Regions from separate parts of the Manis pentadactyla genome. Here region 2 is linked to region 1. A link is a contact called in public Hi-C data. All regions are on one chromosome and are shown on one strand. Each heading gives the region's core, a stretch centred on a gene start, on an enhancer-like site or on the middle of the called end of the contact. The rest is flanking DNA. Distances are from core to core; before and after follow the strand shown.

Region 1 (6,536 bases), core at 2,771-5,270:
AAACTGTTCCTCAAGAGAAATTAAAAATAGAACTACTATATGGTCCAGCAATTCCTTCAGGTATATACTCAAAGGAACTTAAGTCAGGGACTCAAAGAGATATTTGTAAACCCACATTCATAGCAGCACCATTCACAATAGTCAAGAAGTAGAAACAACCCAAGTGGACATCAATAGATCAATGGATAAACAAAATGTGGTATATACATACCATGAAATAATATTCAGTGTCAAAAGGAAGGACATTCTTGTCACATCTTAAAACATAGATGAATACTGGAGACATTATGCTAAGTGAAATAGGTCAGTTAATGAAAAGACAAATACTGTGTCCACATACAAGCAGTCAAATTCATACAGATAGAAAGTACAATGGTGGCTACCAAGGGTTGGGGACAAGGGGGATGGGGAGTTTAATGGGAACAAAATTTCAGTTTTGCAAAATGAAGATTGTTCTGGAGAAGATGGTAGTGATGGTAGCACAATGTGAATGTAACTAAATGCCACTGAACTGTACACTTAAAAATAGTTAAGATGGCATAAATTTCCTGTTGTGTGCATTTTACCACCATTTCTAAAAAGGAGGAAAATCTCGGGAAACTGTGGGATAATATCTAGTGGTCTAATACTCTTGTACTCGGAGTCCTAGAAGAGTGGATAAATAAGGACTTTTCAGATATTCAAAAGCTGAAAGAACTCTTCACGAGCAGACCCACACTCCAAAAATGTTGAAAGTTCAAGTCCTTCAGGCAGAAGAAAAATGATACCTGATGGCATTGTGATCAGAAATATATAATATATACAATATTTTTATTTTTATTTGAATGTCTTTAGAAAGATAAGTGACTGCTTAGACAAAAGTAATGACCATGGATTGTGGGGTTTATATTATGTACAAGTAAAATCACAACACTGGCCTAAACCTGAGTGGGGAGAATGGAGGTAAACTAGTGTAAGGTTTTATGTTTTATATTAGATATGAAGCAATACATTATCACCTGAAGGTAGACTGTTATGAGTTAAAGATGCACTACCTGATTTTTAAAAATAAATTTTGCAAAGAATAAACAAATTAGAAAATGAAGTATCAACATATGATTATCCTTACAATAGCATAAGGATATTAAATATGTATGAATAAATCTAACAGAAAATATCCAAGAATTCTCACAGAAAACAAGAGACCATTACAGGTAGAAATTAAAGCATTTCTAAAACCGGAGTGATATACCATGTTTATGGATTGGAAGAGGGTCAGTTTTCTCCAAATTTGTTATAGATTAAATACAACCCTAGTCAAATCCCAGCATATCATCTGTGTGTAAAAATTCACAAGATAAATCTAAAATGGAAATGGAAATATAAATTGTAAAGACTTTCAAGGTCACTTTTAAAGAATAAATCAGAAGGACCTTCCAGATATGGAGATTATTATATAGCTTTGGCATGATGATATCAGTACAAAAATAGGCAAGCCCCACAGACACCTACACAAAGCCCCCAAAATTATCCAAGCAATGTAGACTAATTTACAGCCAAAGTAGAACTAGAGAACAGTGTGGAAAGGATGGTCTTTTCATGAATAGTGACGGGACAATTAGATATCCTTTGAGGGAAAAAAAATACTGACTCCTCTGCTTCACACTATACAGAAACAATCACAGATGCCTGAAGATCTAAGTGTGAAAGATAAAACACTTGAAATTTGTAAATGATAAAATGTTGTAAATATCCTCATGACATCAAGGTTGAGAAAGATTTCTTTAAAATGTTAAAAATAGCACCAACCAAAAGGAAAATAATTCATAAGAGTTCTGCATCAAAATTAAGATCTTCTGTCTCCCCATCCCTTCTACCCTCAAAACAGGTACCAATTAAGAGACTGAAAAGTAAGATCCTGAATGGAGGGAGGATTTGTAGCACATTGTGTCCAAGCGTGTTTTCCAAAGATGGCTTCAGCAATATCTCCCATCCCACATGCTCTTCAGCAGTGTGACCTGGTCTCTCCCTATCCAAGAGCTGGAAACTATGTCCACCAGGCAGGCTGACACTTCTTTGAGACCATCTAGCTTCTACCTGGTTCTCCTGGGATGCTTAATCTGAGGAAGCCAGCTCAACCACCTTGAGACTGCTTTGCTGGAAAGGCCATGAATGAATAAGCCAACTGACAGCACCAGCTGAGCTCCCAGATGACAGCCGGCATCAACTGCCAGCTGTCCACCCCAGTCCAGCCTTTGGAAACCTGACAGCAACTACATGAGCCCCATGCCAGAACTATGCAGCCAAGCCCTTCTCAAATTCCTGACTCTCAAAAGCATAAGCTAAGTAAAATGGTTGCTGCTTTACACCACTACATTTTGGAGTAATTTGCTACAGAGCAATAGTACCAGAACTGGCAAAGGACTCATATCCAGAATATATAAGGAACTTCTATAAATCAATAAGGAGAAGACAATAGGCAGTAGTAAAGAACAAACATCTTGAAATCCAAATGGCCAATTATATAAATGTGTTTAATTAGGGAATTAGGGAAAAGCTAATGAAAACCATAATGAGATGCCACTGCAAACCAACTAGAATGGCTAAGTTAAAAAATCAAAACTGACAATACCATGTCATTGAAGGTATGGAGCACAGGGAACTAGTTACACAGCCGCAGAGTACAAAATGGTACAAATAATGAAAAGATAGCTGGCACTGTCTGCCATAGATGCAGATACACATCCTAGGACCTAGCAATTTCACTCCTAGACGCATACCTAGAGAATAGGGTATATGTACACCAAGAAACATACAAGTATGTTCATAGCAGCAGAAGCTGGAAACTAGTAACAACAAGACCTTCCATCAACAGCAGATGAACAAATACATTGTGGTTTTCACACAGTGGAAAGACTATAACAATGAATATGAGTGAAGGGTAGGTTATCTAAGTGCTATAGATAAATCTCACAAAAGATGCTGAGCAGAAGAATACATGTATATGGGAAGCATTCCATTTATATAATGTTTAAAAAGACAAGTAAAATATGTATTTGAGTAATGACAAGATACGGAAAAGCAGGGATATGATAAAGTCAGGATTTGGGGTTTAGGGAGGATTTTGTGATGGGAAAGGGGGATAGCGTCTGGAAAGCTAGTGCCATTCTATTTTCCTTGATCTAAGGGTGGAAACAGGTTTAAAATTTACATTGGCATATACTGTCTACATGTGTGTAACATCTATTTTTTAATTTTAAAACCAAAAACAAATTGGAAAATCAATATATAGTTGAAAATGAATCTAACTTTACTATTTAGTTGCCTAGTTTCTCCAACTTTATTTATTAAATCATTATACTATTTGCAGTGATATGTGATTCCAGCTTTAAAATATATTCAGTTCTTACTTGCGCCTGAGAATTGGTAATGGTTGTTATCAACAATCCGGGCTTGGTTTCTGGCAAGAATGAGTGGACTTTTGCTGAGGTCGGGGGATGGGAAAAACTGAATGAAGTAGAACAAAAGCAGGGAAGGGAGGCTGCGAAAATCATCGTCATGGGACTTATTTTCAAATAGGAAAATTGCAGAGACAGAACTGAAAAGAGAAAGGAAATCCATGAGAGGGTTGCCAAGTCAGATAGTGAAGTGTCCCCTGATACAAGGACTGATGAATGAGCTCAGAACAAAACTATTTGGGGGAGATCTAAAGAGGCCATGACTTTAGGGTGGGGGCTGGTTACACTGGGTGCGGGCCTGCGCAGGGTACAGCCTCCATCCACACCTGGTAGGTGATAAGATGGAGTTTGCCGCATGTCCTCAACCATTTCACATACTGGTATTTTTAAGTAATAGGCATTGCTTTTTTTCTTACTTTAAAGGTAGTTTTTATCGGCTAAAGGAAATTACAGAAAAATACGGTCTGGCACATTCTGTGCAACCTTGACTGCGAGGTCCATTCCCTAAAATCGCAGTGGGGACTGGTGCTTTACCCATCTACGCCCGCCCGCAGCGGCTGGCGACTTAAAGGCCGCAGGGGACGCGTGCGGGGGTTCACCGACCAGCCTCCCGCCGCGGGGCACAACGGGCACCTCGCCGCCCGCGGCCCCGGCTGGGGGCGGAGCTGGAAGTGTGGGGGGCGGCCCGAGCGCCTGGCCCCGCCCAGGCCCCGCCCAGGCCGCGCGCCCACACTCCGAGCCCCGAGCGCCGCCGCGCAGGTCGGACCCGCGCCGCAGCGGCCGGAGATGCAGCGGGGCGCCGCCCTGTGCCTGCGCCTGTGGCTCTGCCTGGGACTCCTCGAGCGCGAGCGCGGTGAGCCCGCCGCCCGCCCGAGGGCGCGGCTGGCCGCGAGGGGGGTCGCTGTCCCGGGGCGAGCGGAGGGGCCGCACCGACGGGGAACGGGGTCCGGGGGCACCAAGAGAGGCAGGGCGGGGAGCCAAGGGTGCGGACGCCGGCCGGAGCACGGCGGGTCGGGCCAGGCCCCCGGGATGAGGAAAGGGCGGGCAGCGACTGCAGCCGGGTCAGGGACGGGGCGCCGGGCTGCAGCGCAGCGCAGGGATGGTGCTCGGGGTCCACCTCGCTCCTCCGCCCACGGCTCAGCGACCCTGGATCGGCCCCGTCGCGCCGCATCCTCATCCAGGATCCCTGGCTTGCTTGCTTACACGCTTCCCTAAGGAGTCCCCACGCCGAACCGGGCAGCCTGCGACCCGCGCGCACCAGGGACGGTCCCGGGCGCCAAGGCGGCAATCCCCGCCGGGCCGCAGACCGGGGTGCGCACTTCCCGACGCCTCGTCTGCGCTCGAGGTCGGTCCCCCAGAGGGCGCTACGGCGGGCGTCCACCTTCCACAGACCAAGGACTCCAGGGGACAGAGGTGGGGACCACGGGACATAGCGCCATGGCGCGGATTGCGCACAGGTGCGTTTTGGACCTTTAGGTGAATCTCGGATAGGCAACTCGTGAGCGACCCGCGTGGCAGAAGAGGCAGAAGGCCGACCTCCCTCTTTTCGACGGGGCAGGAGCCCTGAGGGCCGAGCTCAGGAGCCTGGCGCAGAAGGCAGGGGCCACCACGAAAGGGTCTCAAACACAGGAGAGGCAGGGTCCGGTTGCGTCGGGAACAAGCCCGGAGGTGCGGCTGTTGAACTGGAGAAAATGGAGCGCGGGACGTAAGGGAGGGAGTAGAGAGAGAACTGTAGTGAATGGGGCTTCAAGGATGAAGTCAGGAGTGGAGAGGATGGGCTGGAAGTCTACGGCAAGATCTAGTGAGTGACCCTGGAAATCAGAGGGTGGAGGGAGGGTTGTGGACCCCGCGTGGCTGGGGAAGGAGTGTGGGAGGCCTGAAGGGAGAGATGGGGACCTTGCTTTTTGAGTGCTGTGGGCCCTGAGTACTGGCTTTACATGCTTCATCATTTAATCCTCACAAAGGCACATTAGACCCATTTTACAGATGGGGAAGCTTAACCCAAGGTCATTTGCATCTTCCCCAAGGTTCCCAGGAGGTCAGTAGTGAGGAGAGTGGCCCGTACAGGTCTGTGGGATAGCAGGACCCTGTTCTCGGAGCCTTCACAGGCTGAAGGGCTGAGGAAAGGGAAGGTGAGGCAGGTGTGGATGGACCTAGGGGCAGGAGGGCAGAGGACATCTGTCTAGGCCTCTCGGTCCGGGCAGGTCTGGACAGAGGGGCTGCCTTTTGGCTGCCTGTGCTCCTCTGAACCCAACTCGGGCCAGTCTCTCACAGACATGTTTGTTGAGTGACTGAATGAATGTGGGAGAGGAAGTGAATGGGGCCCTGGCTGGACTGCCAGGCTGAGGGGTGGGAGACCCACCTTGAGGAGACGTCCAGCAGGCAGTTGGGTGCAGCATCTGAGGCTCAAGGGAGAGGCTGGGCTAAAGAGCTGGAGAGGGAGCAGAGCAGAGGGTCCAGGATGGGACCCCCACACCGCTGGGGGGGGGCACCAGAGAGGGAGAGGCTTCTAGGAGGCAGGGAACATTCCACAGGGTGTAAGAACCAGGGAGGCTGGTGTCCCATGGAGGAGGGGAGATGAGGCCAGGCCTGCAATGAGTGCATGTGACTCTTACCAAAGTCGCAGTGAAAGGAGGACAGAGAATGCTAGCTGAATGGTGCCATGGAGGGGTGGCCCAGGCTGGCCGGGGAGATGCCAGTGGCGAGGCGCCTGTGCGGCTCCCCTGAGCCCTGCATGTGCCTCACCCGCTGCTGGCCTGAGGAGGACACTGAGAGCCCCCCCACCCAATGCGGGAGCAGGAGCACGAGGACTTAGGTGCTGTCAAGGGTCAGCACAGCCAGAGTGGGAGGCGAGGCGCTGGCAATGGAGAAGCCTGGGGCCCCCGAAGCTGACTCGGGGCCCAGCTGTGTGGCGTGGGCCCCTCCTTTCCTCTCCCTGCATCTCCGTTTCCCCATTGTAGCAGAGCAACAAGCTGGGGTCTGTGCCGGGGCTGGACTTCACTGCTGGCGTCCCAGTCCAGCTCCAAAATGCCTTGCCCTAGCAATGTCCCTGTGGAGAAGGTAGGTTGCAGAGGTCAACCCCAGGAGGCTTCATCTCTT
Region 2 (6,536 bases), core at 1,046-3,545, 320 kb after region 1:
CCCCACTGGCCCAGGAGCCAGGACGGGTGTGCTGAGAGTCTCCCAGGCTCCCGGTGCGGAGTGCCTGCAGCGGCTGGAACCCCGGAGTGTCCTTCTCCCACCCATGAGGGCCACACCATACCTGCACCCGCAAGTCCAGCTGCCTCCAGATGCCCCCCAAACCTGCGTGTGGCACACAGGCCCTCAGGAAATATCCACCAGATACAGCAAGGATGGGGGCAGTGGGGGCTGGGCTCACAGCTCTCCACGGGGCTCAGCCTCTGTCCCAGCATGAGGGGAGGAGCCCCTGCGAGGGGGGATGTAGGCTGGGGGGCAGGCCAAGGGGCCTCACTGGACAGTGCCCTCTTGGGCGGCCACGCAGGGGCTGGGGAAATGAGGTGCCGATGCCAGGCCAGACGCTCCCAGGGCCCAGCCGCACTCCCCGAAGCTGGGGATGGCTCAGAGAAGTCCACACTGGCCGGGAGGCTTGGCTCAGGAGGCTAGGACGACCCTGCTGCACCCTCGGCACAGAGCAGACCTCCCGTGCAGGAGGAGATGACACAGGACAGCTCAGGGAACACGGCCATCTCCCTCATCTTGGTACACAGTCCTGCCTCACTCATCCACCTGGGACATGAGCTGTGGCCGCGGGCTTGCCCTTCAGTTTCAGCTACCCGAATCCAGGCACTCACCTGCACCCGGCCTGGAAGCTTTCGTGGCCCCCCATGCCTGCGCTCACAGAAGGGGAGAGATGGGGGAGAGTGGCCCTGCTCCTGTGAGTGGCACTGGTCAGGGGCCCCCGCGTGTCCCAGGGGAGTGAGCTAGCTGCTCCAGGTGCTCTCCTGCAGCTCACTCCCTAGAACACCAGCAGCCTCCGGGACAGCACCTGGCCTCATGTGAGGGTGCGGGGTGAACTGGAGAAGATGCCCAGCCTGAGGACTGGCCCCAGCACCTGCCCCCCCCACCTACCTCTGTTCCCCCTGCCTATCACCATAGCCTGGACCTGGCACTGTCCTTGGACATCACCTTCACCACGGCCCTGTCCCAAGGTTTCCCTGCCCAGGCCAGCTAACCCACACTGGCCCTAATACATCTGTGTGCCCCAGGCAAGTGCCTGCTCTTTCCAGGCCTCAGTTTCCCCAACTGTGTAAGCTACAGGCTAGACTTGTTTTTACTTGTCCAGTCTTCTGGAAACAGCCGTCAGGGAATGCACAGAGCAGCACGCTACTCCATCCTTCCTCGGGGTCGACACAGGGCCAACTGCACACCCAGCTCCAGGAGGGCAACACCCAGGCCTGTGGTTCTCACTGTCCAGGTCTGCAGAAATGCCCTAAGCCAAGCATCTTGGCTCATGCACAGCAGCCCTGGGCTCCCTCGGAACCCGGAGGAGGTGTGCTCCCACTGCTGCTGGGGACTATGCCACCACAGAGGGGCTGGGGGCAGGGGGAAGTGGATTTCTATTCATATTGTTTAAGCACCTGGTTCAAGCTATTTCTGAAAGCACCCTACCTATGTTCGCTTTTTAAAAAATGCTTCATGAGCCAATAAACTGTTTTTGCTTAAGCTAGTTAGGTTTCCTGCCACATCTCATCAGGCAGGCCCTGGCTAAAACAGGGCACAGGTGTCCTGACCACTGCAATGGAGCAAACCTGGAAAGTTTTGATGTCCAGGTGGCACCACTGAGGAGGCTTGCAGGATGATGTTCAGGCCCCAACATCATTCTAAGAGTGAACTAGCACACAGTTATTCTCTGGGTGCCCCAGGGTCTTCAGAGTGGTGATCCACCCTCCCCAAGGGAGCAATTCCTGGGCCCACGCCACAGAGGGCACGGAGCAGTGGGAAGGGTAGGGGGTTGTGTGCAGTCTTCCCTGTCCCCCTGAAGCCCACCCGTGCCCACAGGACTCAGGACACACACCACTGCTGGGTGGCCGCTGCAGGAGAGCCCAGAGGAGTGACCAGGGCCAGCCTTGAAGAAAGGGGGTGAACTGGGTCCTAGGGCTCCAGGGCTTTCCCAGGTGAGGGAGACGGTAGGGTGCAGAGTCCGGCAGCAGCCACGCTGAGGGGGACAGCGTGCAATGCTCCTAGTGGGTCCCAGCTACCTGGGTGGGAGGCGAGCTGCAGCGGAGGGCCCGGAACGCAGGCCTGGAAGTATGGCCTTGACCCAGAGGACGGTGTGCAGAGCCACGCCGGGTGTGCGAAGCCGCGGGAGCAGAGCAGGGACTGAGCCGCGCAGCGGGGGTGCCCACGGCCCCACCCGCGCCCGCCCGCGCTCCTCCGTGAGGCCGCGAGGGGGCGCCGCGCCGCGCCGCGCCGGGAACGACCTCCAGCGCACAGCGGGCTGCGCCTGGGAGCGGCGCCGGCAACGGGCGGCGGGCGGCGGGCAGCGCCCCAGGTCGGCGGCCCCGCGGCTCGCAGCCGGCGCGGCAGGGGCTGCCCACGGGCCGGGCCCGGGGTCCGGGCGCGCCGGGAGCCGGTGAGTGGGGGCGCGGCCGGGCGGGACGAGGGCGCTGCGGCCAAGGGCGCGAGGCTGCGGGCTCTGGGGAGGGGCTGCAGGCGGCGGCGGCGGGGCGGGGTATTTGGTGCGGGGTAGTTGGTGCGGGGCAGGCGCGCCGCGGAGGTGCAGGCGGCGAGCCGGCGGGGACGGCGGGCGTCCGGGCAGCTGCGCGGGGACGCGCGGGCCTGACCCCGGGCACAGGTGCGCGCGCGGGTGGCCCTGTGCGCTGCCGGCGGGCCCGGGAGGCGCGGCCGCCGGGTGGGCTGCGGGGCAGGTGGACGCGGGAGGAGGCTGCGGGGTGCATGCGCCAGGGCAGTGGCGGGGAGGAGACCCGCGGGGGACACACCCCCGGGCGCCCGCCGCGCCCCGAGGCCGGCTGTGCAGCGCGCCCCTCGCCACCCCACTCTGGGTCTTCAGCCGCTCAGGCGGCAGGAAGAGTCCAGCCGAGACCCAAGCACCCCCCACCGCCTGCACTGGGCCTCAGCTTCCCGGTCTCTGAAATGGGAGTAGCAAGGCGGCCCCGCCGGGTGCTTGGGAAGAAGGGGAAGAGCCTTGATCCTGAGAAGAGGGTGTTGTCTCTGAAGCTGGGTGGGATTGAGGAGAGGGTCAGTGAGAGCCATCGGAGAGCCTGCGGGGTCAGCCGGGGCCTCTGGGTGTGTCCCTCACGGAGTGACGGCGGGCAGGGGCCGGAGACCCCTAGTCCACTCCTCCCTGTGCTCAGGTGGGCGTCCTGGAGGGGAGAGGCGCGGGCACGCTCCTGTCCCTGCCCCATGCTCGGCGTGCGGCGGCAGCTTGGGGGGTAAGGGGCTCCCCCCAGCCCCACCCTCTGGCCCCCGGTCGCTGAGGCAGATGTTCTGAGCTTCTGGAGCTGCGTCGTGCCTTGGGGAAGTGCACCGGCCCAGCAGGTGCTGTGTCCCCATCTTAAGGTTGGTGTACTTAGGCTTAGTGGGTGACAGGACCTGTCAAGGTCTCAGGACAGGGAAGCGGCAAAGCTGGGGTTCTAACCCCAGTGCAACTCGCTCCAAAAGCGTACTCCGGCTGCTATGCCAGGCGACCAGGGCAGGCCTACGGTTGCCCACTCCCTCGGGGAGAGAGTTCACTGGGCGCCTACTGCGAGCGATCTGCTCCCCGCCCAGTAAGTGCTTACAAACCGGTGTGGGACAGAGAAGCTGAACAAGTAATCAGAGGAAAAGCCGAAGTTCTTGCAGAGGATAAGAGGACTAGGAGGAAAATAAGACGGGGTAGTTGGGGTGGAAGAAGACTGGGTGGGGGTAAGAGCCTCAGCCTGGTGAGGGAGGGTGTCCCAGAGCAGTGACCCTCTCAGGCTGTGATGTAAATGGAAGAGCAGAGCCAAGGTTAAGGTCTGAGGGAATGGCAGGTGCAAAGGCCCTGAGGCAAGCTGGGGACGGGTAGGAGGAGCTGGTCAGAGCCAGTGAGGGGAGCTGGGTTTTCCTCTAAGCACAGTGGGCAGCCCCCAGAGGGTTCACAGTTTGAGTATGGTAAGGATGCCCCTGAGGGAGGTGGGGAGGATGGGGGGCAGGAGAGGGAGTGAGGAGGAGGCGGCTGGAGTCTGCCAGGGATTTTTGAGCACTCGGGGTCTCCTTCGAGGGACCAGCTGTGGTGGACAGGGAGCCTGGATTGGGCTCAAGCACTGCCCTGTGTCCTGCAGCCTCCTGGTGCCTGGCTGCCAATCTCCCACTTCCTGTGCTCAGCAGCAAGGAGGCGCCTGCGGGGAGTTCACAGAAACAGGCAGCATTCCACTGGGTGGTTGGACTGGGTGTTCAGTGAGTTTTTCATCCTTTTGACATGTCCCCATAAGTCTTTGAGCATTGTCCAGCTCTCACCTGTACTTTGACCCAGACCTAGAGTCAACCTTTTCTCCAAGAAGCCTTGGCACCTTTTAGCCAGGAGTGGGTTTTAGAAACCAGTACTGGCCATTAGATGTGCTCATTGCCACTTGGCATCATTGCTTCTAGGCCTTCTCAGTGGACTGAGTCAAGAAATCTTTTTTTTGAACTAAATATTTATATTATCATCTCCCTTCTCCAACAGTAAGAACTGGTTCCCCCAAAACAACAATATAAGTAGACATTTGCTTGATCCTATAATACACCCAAAATAGTTTCAGAACCACTACATTCAAACCACTGCCAATCAAAACTTACTAGGTCAAGTTCAGGGTTTCTTTGGGAGGCAGTCAGCCTGGTGTGAGTATGTTACCAATTCGATGAAGCATACTGAAGCACACTGTTAGCTTCATCTGTTTCTGTTTGCACATGATTTATTTTTTTGTTTTTTTTTTAGTTTTTATGATATAATTTTATTTTTTGAACCTGTAAAACATTTAATGGTTCCAAGGTGAAAACTATTAAAAAGCTGCACTGAGAAGTCTCAACCCCATCCCTGTGTCTTCCTCCTTGTTCTCACACCAGGGGTATCCATTTGAAATCATTTCTGGTTAATTCTTCCTGCATTTCTTTTGCACAATCCCCTTTATGCATTATCACAAAGTTAGCACACACAGCTCTTTTGCCCCTTGCTTATCTCAATTAAAAATATCTCTTGCCAGTCCAAGGAAATTTTCCTCATTCTTTTTTACAGCTGCATAGTACTCCAATGAGTGGCTGTATCATGGTTTATTCACTTAGTGTCCTATGGATGGACATGTGGCTGTTTCCAGGCCTTTGTTATTAAACACAAGGGAGTAATGGATAACCTCACGTATATGTTGTTTGTATTCGTAGAGGTGTATTTTTAATTCTAAGAAGTAGGAGTGAATACATATTTATTTTGTTAGCTATTCCCAAATTCCCCTCTCCCAAATTTTGCACACCCACCAGCCATGTCTGATAGTGTCTGTTTGCCCCATAGCCTCGCTGCTCTGAGAGCTGGGCAAAAATATTTTGGTGCATATCAATTCATGTTTCTATTAATATGAATGAAATGGGACATCTTTTCATATGTCCATGAGTCATTTGATTATCTTCTTTTGTGAATTGCCTGTCCATATATCATGCCCATTTCCTATAGGTTTTGGATTTTTTTCTTGGATTTAAGTTTGTTTAAAACACCTGTTAAGAAGATTAATGGTTTATCTTTGTTATATTGCAGATATTTCTCACAGTTTTAAAAAAATTTTTCTATGATGCATTTTGCCATTAAAAGCTTTCCATTTCTATGTGGTTGATGTAATCATTCTTTTCTTTTATAGCATCTAGATTTTGAATCCTAGTTGGAAAGGTTTTTCTCACACCCAGTTATAGTGGAATTTACCCGTGTTTTCTAGGATTTGTTTGGTTTTACACTCAGTTAAAGAATCTTAATCTTTTTCCAAATTTCTGTCCCTCTATCCAACATGCTTTACTTAAGAGGCCATCTTTTCTCTAGTGATCTAAAAAGCACCTGTATTATATACTAGACATCTAAATGCAGCTGGACCTATTTCTGGGCTTTTGAGTCTCTCTTATAGTTCTGTCTCTTCATGTTGTCTCTTCATGTTTGTTTTATCATAAACACAGTGGGAATTATAAAAATATCATTTTGTTTGGGGGGGAGGGGGGAAGGGCCATGAAGACTTTACCCACAACTATTGCAATAGAGGAGCAAGACTGAACTCAACTCCCATTATTGTGCTTGGATATCTGGATACCTGGTGGGGCTAATCCTCCTGCTACTGCTTTTTATTCCAGAGGATTCCTAGCTATTCCAGCATGTTGCTGGTATCTTTTGTTGGGATCATATTAAATTTACGTATTAACTTCAGGATAATTGACATCATTATGAAGCTGAGTCATCTTACCCAAAACCAGGAGTGTCTTTCTATGTGTTCGAGACTACTTTCAGGAGCATTTTGAAGTTTTCCTCACATTTCTTGTTAAGTTTATTCATGAGCACTTTGCCTTGTTTTTTGCTATTATAATTGTTTTTTTCTTCTATTATATCTTATAACTAGTTTTTGTTTGTGTGTTTGTTGTTTTATACCTATCTGCCTCACTAAATCTATTTTGTTTTATCACTTGATTCTTTTAGATAGTTCAGGTATTCTGTCATCTGCAAAATGAAA

The links. Hi-C and Micro-C count contacts between places; a contact is called where the count stands out from the background.
Region 2: a contact with region 1 is called in a Hi-C map of fibroblasts, with 2.4 times the contacts expected there. The contact joins the promoter of RASGEF1C here to the promoter of FLT4 in region 1. A contact is called at or near these places in 2 of 3 Hi-C or Micro-C datasets (fibroblasts and skin fibroblasts).

Annotation. Positions count from the first base shown.
Region 1 is chr13:58,313,922-58,320,457 of mManPen7.hap1, forward strand. FLT4 (fms related receptor tyrosine kinase 4) reads left to right here and starts at 4,021. Exons shown (of 31, transcript XM_057490385.1): 1 at 4,021-4,290. The coding sequence starts at 4,224.
Region 2 is chr13:58,640,285-58,646,820 of mManPen7.hap1, forward strand. RASGEF1C (RasGEF domain family member 1C) reads left to right here and starts at 2,296. Exons shown (of 14, transcript XM_036917838.2): 1 at 2,296-2,452.